Regions from separate parts of the Danio rerio genome. Here region 1 is linked to region 2. A link is a contact called in public HiCAR-type data. All regions are on one chromosome and are shown on one strand. The core of a region is the stretch at or near the end of the contact, and the rest is flanking DNA. Distances in the headings are between cores, read along the strand shown.

Region 1 (4,467 bases), core at 1,725-4,224, 160 kb before region 2:
TGACCACTGAACCACTGTGTCTGCTAATGTTTAAATGTGTAATGTTAAATGTGTTGTCTAAAAAAAATAATAGTTTTAACAGAAATGTTAAGCAGCAGCTTTCAACAGGATGGGTTCCATATAATCGATTTGTGTTAGGACAACATGAAGGAATTAAGTTAACTTAGTGGACTTAACACAAAGCAATTAAAGGGGACCTATTACGCCCCTTTTATTCAAGATGTAAAACAATTCTCTGATGTCCCTAGAGTGTCCATGTTTCAGCTCAAAATACCACATAAATTATATTTTATAACTCTTTCAAACTGACCCTTTTACACTAATAAATGCTGGGTTCCACACAACCAATTTGTGTTGAAACAACATGAAGGAATTAAGTTTGCATATTAGTTTTTACAAATGTAAGTGGATTGAACATTAAGCAGTTCATTTATCTGCATAAAAACTTAAGAATTGTGCTGTTTTGTCTCATTTGAAATAAGTAGTTTGAATAAAGAGCAAACTTCCTTTTTTCAAGTGTTCGATCCAAATTGTGTCGTTATGGTGACTGTCGCTTTAAATTCAAATGAAATTTTGCTCACTGCCCTCTTTCCTAAAGAAGGCAGAGCTACAAACACCTTTGCATCACCATAGTGGCAGATTCAAAACAAGACTAATGTTATATCTGTGAAAAATATTAACATGTCAAAAAGAAATAGCTCTGAAGAAGGTAGTTTATGGAAACTACTGTGTTTATTTGTGCATCTTAAAGGGGGTCGCACCGTATGCGCAGCAACATGGCGTGCACATGACAGTTGGAATTATCGCACACCAGACAAGCACATTCATTCATTCATTCTTTCATTTTCTTGTCGGCTTAGTCCCTTTATTAATCCGGGGTCGCCACAGCGGAATGACTTTCCGTTCCATGTCTTTGGTCTGTGGGGGAAACTGAGCCGAGGCTCGAACCAGCGACCTTTATGCTGTGAGGAGACAGCACTACCTACTGCGCCATTGCTTCGCCTCCTAGCACATTCAAATGTTATTTAATATGAAACTATTTGAATGGTGCTCTGAGACATGGCAGAAATATGAACAGTGTCCTGAGTCGTAGCTGGGCGCTGCAGACAGCCGCTGACTTGCGGCGCCGGTGTGTGTACCCTAATAGAAATCTATGTGTAGAATTCTAAAATGCATGGCGCATTGACAGAGCAACGCATCTGGTGTGCGACCACCTTAAAATCCTACATTTATAATGCCTCTTAGTCACTGACATTATCTTCAGCAGATATGGTGCAAAAACCCTAATATCGAAAGGCTGCTTCTCACTCAGAGCTTTTAATGCTAATGAGGGAGTGATCATCACTAATGGAAGGGGTTTCACTCTGATCACACGTACAAAGGGAGAAATGTCTGTCAAATTGTTTCTGCAGACAAATTTTATCTAGTGAGATTATAGAAAATAGAATTAATTAATCTCTACCATTAGAGGCTGGCTATATTCACATACTTTTGCCACACAACACCCATATAAAAGTGTTTTTGCATAATAGGTCTAGTGATGGGTCGTTCATGAACGATTCGTTCATTTTGAACGAATCTACAATATGATATCCGATTCAATCCAGATGGATGGGGCAACCATTACTGCATCCAAAATGGTGAAAAGCCTTGGAGTAACGATTGATGACTGACTAAACTTCTCTGACCACATTTCTAGAACTGCTCAATCTTGCAGATTCGCACTCTATAACATCAGAAAGGTCTAACCCTTCCTATCTGAACATGCAGCTCAACTCCTTGTTCAAGCTCTTGTTCTCTCCAGACTGGATTACTGCAACTCTCTACTAGCGGGGCTTTCAGCTAACTCTATCAAACCTGTTCAGCTGCTCCAGAACGCAGCAGCACGAGTGGTCTTTAATGAACCTAAAAGAGCACATGTCACTCCGCTACTCACCCGTTTGCACTGGCTGCCAGTTGCTGCTTGCATCAAATTCAAAGCTCTGATTCAAAGCTCTTATGAACTCCCTAACTGCATCAGAATGGCAGAGTCACTCGCTGTCTTCAAGAAAGGACTAAAAACTCAACTATTTTGTCTACACTTACCTTCCTAATCTGCAATTGCCTCTCTGGCTATCCCACTAACTGTACTAAATAAAAAAAAAAACCACATTACTAATGCTTTCCTTAGACTTTACACACCTGAAACTTGCCTACAGCACTTAATCATTGTTGCTCTTATAGTTGTGTAAATTGCTTCCTTGTCCTTATTTGTAAGTCGCTTTGGATAAAAGCGTCTGCTAAATGACTAAATGTTAATGTAAAATGATCTGAACTTCCCATCACTAAATAGGTTCCCTTTAAATTGTGTTGTTTCAGCTCATTTTAAATAAGTAGTTTGAACAAACAGCAAATGCCAATGTTTAAGTGCAGAATATTAGCTCTGAATTATGACGCCAAAGACACAAGTAACACTGATGAAAAGTCAGCTTTGACATCTCAGGGATAAATTCCATTTTTAAATATTGTAAAAAAGAAAACTTTTATTCTGAGTTGTAATGTGTAATATGTATGATATAGACTAAAATAATAGCCTTGTTCACTCTAAAGTCATCATCCGTGAGTTTACAGCTTATAAAAACAATAGTACACCTTTTCCAATAAGCGAAAGACTAGTTGATTCAAAAATTAGGTCAAACAGCAGAGTCCGTCTTGGATGTGGTGGAGAATGAACATGACTTCCATGAAATGTTCCAGAGCAGTTTCAGGAGAAAGTTCTGAAAAAAAGCATATTACTCAGAACAGCATTATGAAGCTCTGTGCAAGTTTATGCATGTATGTTAGTGTGTTTGTGCCTTTTGTATACATGTATCTGCTTGTGTTTGCACTGTGTGCTGTACAGCTCCTCCGGTCCTCGGCTCACAGGGTGTGGGTGAGCTGTTTGAACTCGGTGGTTAAGCTGGTAGACTGAGATGAATGCAAGAGGAGCTCAGTCTCCTCTTTGAAGTTTGACACGGGGGGGTTTTCCCCTCCCACCAGGAGGGGCTTCAGCCGAGAAAGAAGGAGAGAGAAAAACTTTACTCTTGTTTTTTGTGAGAAACACTAGAGGTCCAGCTTGACTCTCAAATTGTCAGAAGACTTCTGTGTGTTTTAATTACTTTCTCAGAGAGTAGCTGCGCTGCTAAGCTACACTTTTCCCTCGGTATCAGGAAACTTTTCAAAGCCGAATACTGAAAAGCTGTTTTTATTATTGTGTCAAATATTTTATGTCGTTATTTTTTGCTTTACATGGTGTATAGTGTTATTTGTGCAAAATAAGACAATGGAATAATATAGCAGGGAAAGTACCTTTTAAAGAAATTAGCACATTACTTGTAGACCTCCCACTCTTTCTGTCTGTCACACACACACACACACACACACACACACACACACACACACACACACACACACACACACACACACACACAAAGACGTAAGCAAGCTGCGTCGTGTCTGAGAGAAAGCTAAAAGAGAGGCCTGCCCAGGTGTGCAGCAGGAACTGAAGAGGATACAGGTACGAGCAAGCCCTCGACGGATCTAGCAACAGATTCAGGGACTCTGCTCTGGCTTGTTATCCCTCATCTGTCTCTCTCTCTAAAACACAGTTATATCTGTTAGACACAGTCAAAATTTAACCTTTAGCCACATATTTGTCGATGGCTGGTGGTTTCAAAAAAATGATTATTAATGATTATGATTTTATTATAGGCAGAACAAATTGGAAAACACATCTAAAACAAATCTAAATGGCATATTATTATTATCAGTATTTTATTTTTTTCTACATTAACATTCTCATACTCATACCTATACCCTTAATAGACTTGGAAAGAGGTTTGGTGCACGTGTTTGGTGCAAAATTTATCGTGAAACTGTGGTATTCTGAGAGACTGAAAACAATGTTATCATGAGCTGCTCAAGAAAATTTCACAGTCAATTACAATTAATGATGCATTTGTGATTTAATAATGAGGTCACACATTGCAACAAGGTTTCTTTAGCCAATGCATTTAATAACACGAACTACAGGGTTTCTGCAGGTTTCATCAAGTCAAATTTAAAACTTTAAGACCCTTTTAAGTCCATTAAAAATTTAATTTTAGACTTATACAGGGACTTTAAGATTAAGGATTTTTTTCTAATGAACCGCTATTATCATGTGTAATTGTTTTTAGTTGTTTTTCCCTGATTAGGGAATTTAATTTGGGGAATTTGCTGTAAAAATGTCTAACAGCCGTTGTGAATTGTATCTTTTTGCAATAAAAAAAACTTATTTATAAAAAAAAAATAAGGTTTTATTGTGATGTATTTTTGGTCATTGGATGGATGTCGGCCCGATTGAGTAGCTTTACTTGGACAAAGCAAAATTAGGACCTGTTTAAAATCAATTAAGACCAACAACACAATATTTCAGTGAATTTAAGACTTTTTAGGGGCTCAAATTTA
Region 2 (4,431 bases), core at 283-2,782:
TTGGGTGTACTAGTTTTTGGACCGTCATCGTAAATTATTTTGTTAGGTAAGCTCCAGATTTGGCTTCAGTACTCACTAATCTAATGTATATGCATGCACCAATGTAATATTTTATAGCTTCCTATTCAAAATATTATTTTAAAAGAGATTTGTGAGGGATGTACTTATATATGCTGAGCACTGTATGTCCTTGATCGTTATGTGATTAACTTGCGATTGTTTCATAATACCAGACAAATATTAATTACTACTAATGGTGTCATTGAATATAATTATCAGCTTAAACTGTTCGATGGCCAATTGATTGGAACATCGGTTATAAAGTGTGTTGTAGCTATGTGGGTCCTAACTTTTTCCCTGTTCCTGAATACCAAAATCTCATGTTATAAGGATGAAATCAGCAAATGATAGACTTAGACACTCTGTCAGAGTACTTAAATGTTTTTGAATAAAGAAAAATTAACCAGTTGTAGAAAACAAGCAGAGACGGTACACACTGCAGCACTTTATTTAAAATGCAGGCAAGAAGGAGCTATGAGGTTTTGCCAACAGTTTCAGGATCCAATGGAGTTACGAAATTTAGTCACATGCTCTTATAAAATACTTTTCATTGGTTAAATATTTGTATAAAACACAGGCTTGCGTAAAGAGTGAGCAGTAGCATTGATTTATGAAAAATAAATAAAAATGTCAAGAAATGGAGAAATATTAGTGAACGTGAATACCCGACGAAATGTCAGATCGATGAAATGGATGTGAGAAACTACTGTATAACAGATAGAGGACGTTCAGAAGAGTGAGAGAGGGGAGTCACGAAGGACATGGACAGCAAACGAGTGCAACTTAACCAGAGAAGAGATACAGAAACAGAAACAGAATGATACAAATACAGAGCGAATGAGAGACCGGAGTGAAAGAGAAAAAGCAACAGAATTGTAGAGAACAGAGAGTGATAACCCTGGCTCCTCTTCCATGACTGAGGAGGGAGCGGCCTCTGTGGGCTCCTGCTGTAACCATAGAAACGGTTGGAAGAGGAAGAGGAAGTGGCAGAAAATAGAAATGTGGCTTTGCTGAGCCCTGCAGTCCTGCAGCAGCGCTCTCCTCCCCGCACCAGAGAGAGAGAGAGAGAGAACGGATGAAACGAGGGACCGAGAACAGGCTAAATAATTGGAGGAAAGTAGGAGAGAGCGAAAAGTGAGAATTATAGTAGTTTAAGTCAAGAGAAGAGAAAAGAAATAAGATGAGACAAGCAAAGAAAAGAGACTAGAATAGAAATTACAAGGGTAAATGAGACAAGGTGAGTAGAAATGAGATGAGAACAGATAAAAAAAATAAACTAGAGTAGGGGAGGTGAAAGGTGGAGAGACTCGTGTTCGCAAACATATGATGGGAGAATAAAAAAGAAAGAGTAAAACAGACAGAGAGAGTGAAGGAGAAAGGAGTAATTGCAATGACCCTGGAGAAAACAGAGGAGAGGAAGAGGAGTGAATGTAGAGGAGACAGAAAGAGAGAGAGAGAGAGAGGGAGGGAGGGTGGAACGTTCCAGAGAAAGAAGGAGAAGAGCGAGTACACAGTGCAACCAAGAGGGAAAAGAGGGAAGGAGATAGTGAAGGACTGAGAAATGTTCAGGTTCTGGCTTTCTGAAATATAGAATTAAACATTGGTTCACCTTTGACCTGTGTGGCAATAATAATAGATAACATACTAATGAAAATGATCAGATAGAAAAAAAAAAAACAAGCAAACGTACAGTAATGAAGCTGACACATTTTCAGATGTACTTAAATAGTGGATTCTCTAACGGTCTTGCTTACAAATATATAGCATCATTTTAATACAACTGTTAGTCATGTTTGATACACTGTTGACCAAAAGATGTATATTTTAAAAGGACTGTGTTGTTCACAAATGCTTTGATTTGACAAAGAAACAATAAAGTTGTGAAGTATTGATCAATTTGAAAAACATGTTTGTTTTAAAGCTAGACTTTTGGCAGTCATTATTCCAGTTCTTGGTGTCACACTTTCTTTCTGGAATCATTTTTATATGCTGGTTTGTTTCTGAAGAAACAGGAACTCTTTTAGTTGCTGTTAGAAAGAGTTGTGCTGCTTGAAAGGTTTGTTCACCAGCAGTGGCAATGCTGATAAGGATCAAACTTCACCAATTGACAAAAGGGAAAATCTTGAGAAAAAATAGGCTCAGTTGGACACAACCAGATCTTCTCTGGCCAAACTTGTGCAAAGCTGCAGTCTAGGTGCCAAAGGCTGAACCTCAGTTGTGAAGGTGTGAGTAAGTCACCAGCGAGTGTTCAGACTGGCCCGAGGGATCAATGTGGAGACTCGTCTGTCACTGGTTTTTCAGGAATCAGTCTCACGCCTCCATGGCCACCACAGCATCTGCTCAGGATACGGGCCAGGTCCAAGATTATGGAGACCTCAGGATAAGGAGTAACAGACTAACATAAGAATAGATGCCGTTCAAATTATAATGTCTTTTTGGGAAGTGTTCCTGGCACATGTTGCCTTTATTCGTGCAGCCTAACAATCCTTTTGAGGATTTAGATTTCCAAAGCATTTGTGTTTTATGTGTATGTAAGTGCAAAGAGATGTGTCTTTAGTCTAAATTTAAACTGACAGAGTGTGTCTGCCTTCTGAACTGGGCTAGTAAGGCTGTTCCAGAGTTTAGGTGCCAGATATGAGAAAGATCTACCAACTACAATCGATTTTGATGTTCTAAGAATGATCATTCTAGGATTGTCCAGAATTGAATAAGCATAATGAACGCGTGGGGCTGAGCCTCATGTTGTCCCAACCTTCTAAAACTTTCATTAATCTTAAGAACCCAAATAAAAATATTTAAGATGAAATCCGAGAGCTCCCTCATCCCCAAAGCAAATGTCCTGAGATTTTTAACATCCAGAAAATTAACAAAAACCTGGTCAAAACAGACCATGTGAAAAGTGGTTCAACTGAAATCATACAAAGCTCCAAGACAAGAAAACTGTAAAAACAACTTTGTTCACCAATGTCTTCTCTTCCACCCAAAGTAACTGTTAAACCTGACCTGATGTGGAAAATAGAGATTTAGAGATAGAGATAGAGATTTTTTTTCGGTGTTTTTGGGACACAAATGTGTTTTGGAGTTTTGTATGATTACAATTGAACCACTGAAGTCTTGTCAAACAGAATGTTTAGACAATGTTTTGATTCATTTTCCCTCCTTGACTTTAAATATCTCAATATAGTTTCTAGTAATTTCCTTTTAAATATCTAAATTTGTATTGTGATGACAAATGGAGGTGGAAAATTAGTATTTTTGGGTGAGGCGACGTGGTGGCACAGTAGGTAGTGCTGTCGCCTCACAGCAAGAAAGTCGCTGGTTCGAGCCTCGGCTGGGTCAGTTGGCATTTCTGTGTGGAGTTTGCATGTTCTCCCTGTGTTAGAGTGGGTTTCCTCTGGGTGCTCCGGTTTCTACCACAAGTACAAAGACCTGTAGTACAGGTAAATTGGGTAAGCTAAAATTGGCCGCAGTGTACAGTATGTGTGTGAATGAGAGTGTATGGGTATTTCCCAGTGATGGATTGAAGCTTGAGCTGATCCGCTGCGCAAAAAAAAACATATGCTGGATAAGTTGACGGTTCATTCCGCTGGTGGCGACCATTGATTAATAATGGGACTAAGCCGAAAAAAAATTATTGCATGAATGAAAGAATTTTTGGGTGAACTATACCTTTAATATTTTCAAGGAAACATTTTTAAAGAATTTTTGACAAAGTTGAAATAGAAGACCTGTAATATTGTAAAATTAACTTCTGAACAATTTGATGCATTATTGCTGAACAAAACAGCGGATGCCCTTCCAGCCGCAACCCATCCCTGGGAAACATCCACACACACATTCACACACACACTCATACACTACAGACAATTTAGCCTTCCCAATTCACCTGTACCGCATGTCTTTGCACTGTGGGGGAAACCAGAGCACCCGGAGGAAACCCACGCGAAGGCAGGGAGAACATGCTAACTCCACACAGAAACGCCAACTGAGCTGAGGTTCGAACCAGCAACCTTCCTCCTGTGAGGTGACAGCACTACCTACTGCGCCACTGCCTCGCCAACAAAAGTATTATTTTCAATATTTTATGAGACTAGATGTTTTTAGGAAATGTAGCGAATCTACAGCTCAGCTGATAAAAGAGGTGAGCTTTATACCATTCACTCTACTTTCAAATTGATAATGCACAAAAGAATGCTGTCTGAATTCAGCAGTTCCCTTTTGATTGGCTGGCTTTGCACAGTTCCACAATCCACAATTTCCTTTTTTGAATGTTCATGAAGTTTATTTTTTTCTCCCAGTCTGGTTCATTGTGATGTAATCCATTTCAGATAAACCAACTTCTAAAAGCCATGTAATGTGAAATAAACAGTT

What was found. HiCAR-type assays count read pairs that join an accessible place to other places.
Region 1: a contact with region 2 is called in a HiCAR-type map of caudal fin, with 4 times the contacts expected there. The contact joins two enhancer-like sites. A contact is called at or near these places in 1 of 18 Hi-C or Micro-C datasets (caudal fin) and 1 of 4 datasets of contacts at active chromatin or transcription factors (caudal fin).

What each region holds. Positions count from the first base shown.
Region 1 is chr5:33,390,193-33,394,659 of GRCz12tu, reverse strand. No RefSeq gene overlaps it. Among named protein-coding and RNA genes, the nearest start is that of ier5l, 19 kb to the left of the region's middle. Within about 2 kb of position 2,974, at least 21 of the 62 cell types and tissues checked have an H3K27ac peak or open chromatin away from gene starts, as enhancers often do. A contact at or near this core is called in caudal fin, where this site is marked.
Region 2 is chr5:33,230,327-33,234,757 of GRCz12tu, reverse strand. LOC141385835 (a long non-coding RNA gene) reads left to right here. Exons shown (of 3, transcript XR_012406916.1): 3 at 1-473. Among named protein-coding and RNA genes, the nearest start is that of ntmt1, 110 kb to the right of the region's middle. Within about 2 kb of position 1,532, at least 43 of the 62 cell types and tissues checked have an H3K27ac peak or open chromatin away from gene starts, as enhancers often do. A contact at or near this core is called in caudal fin, where this site is marked.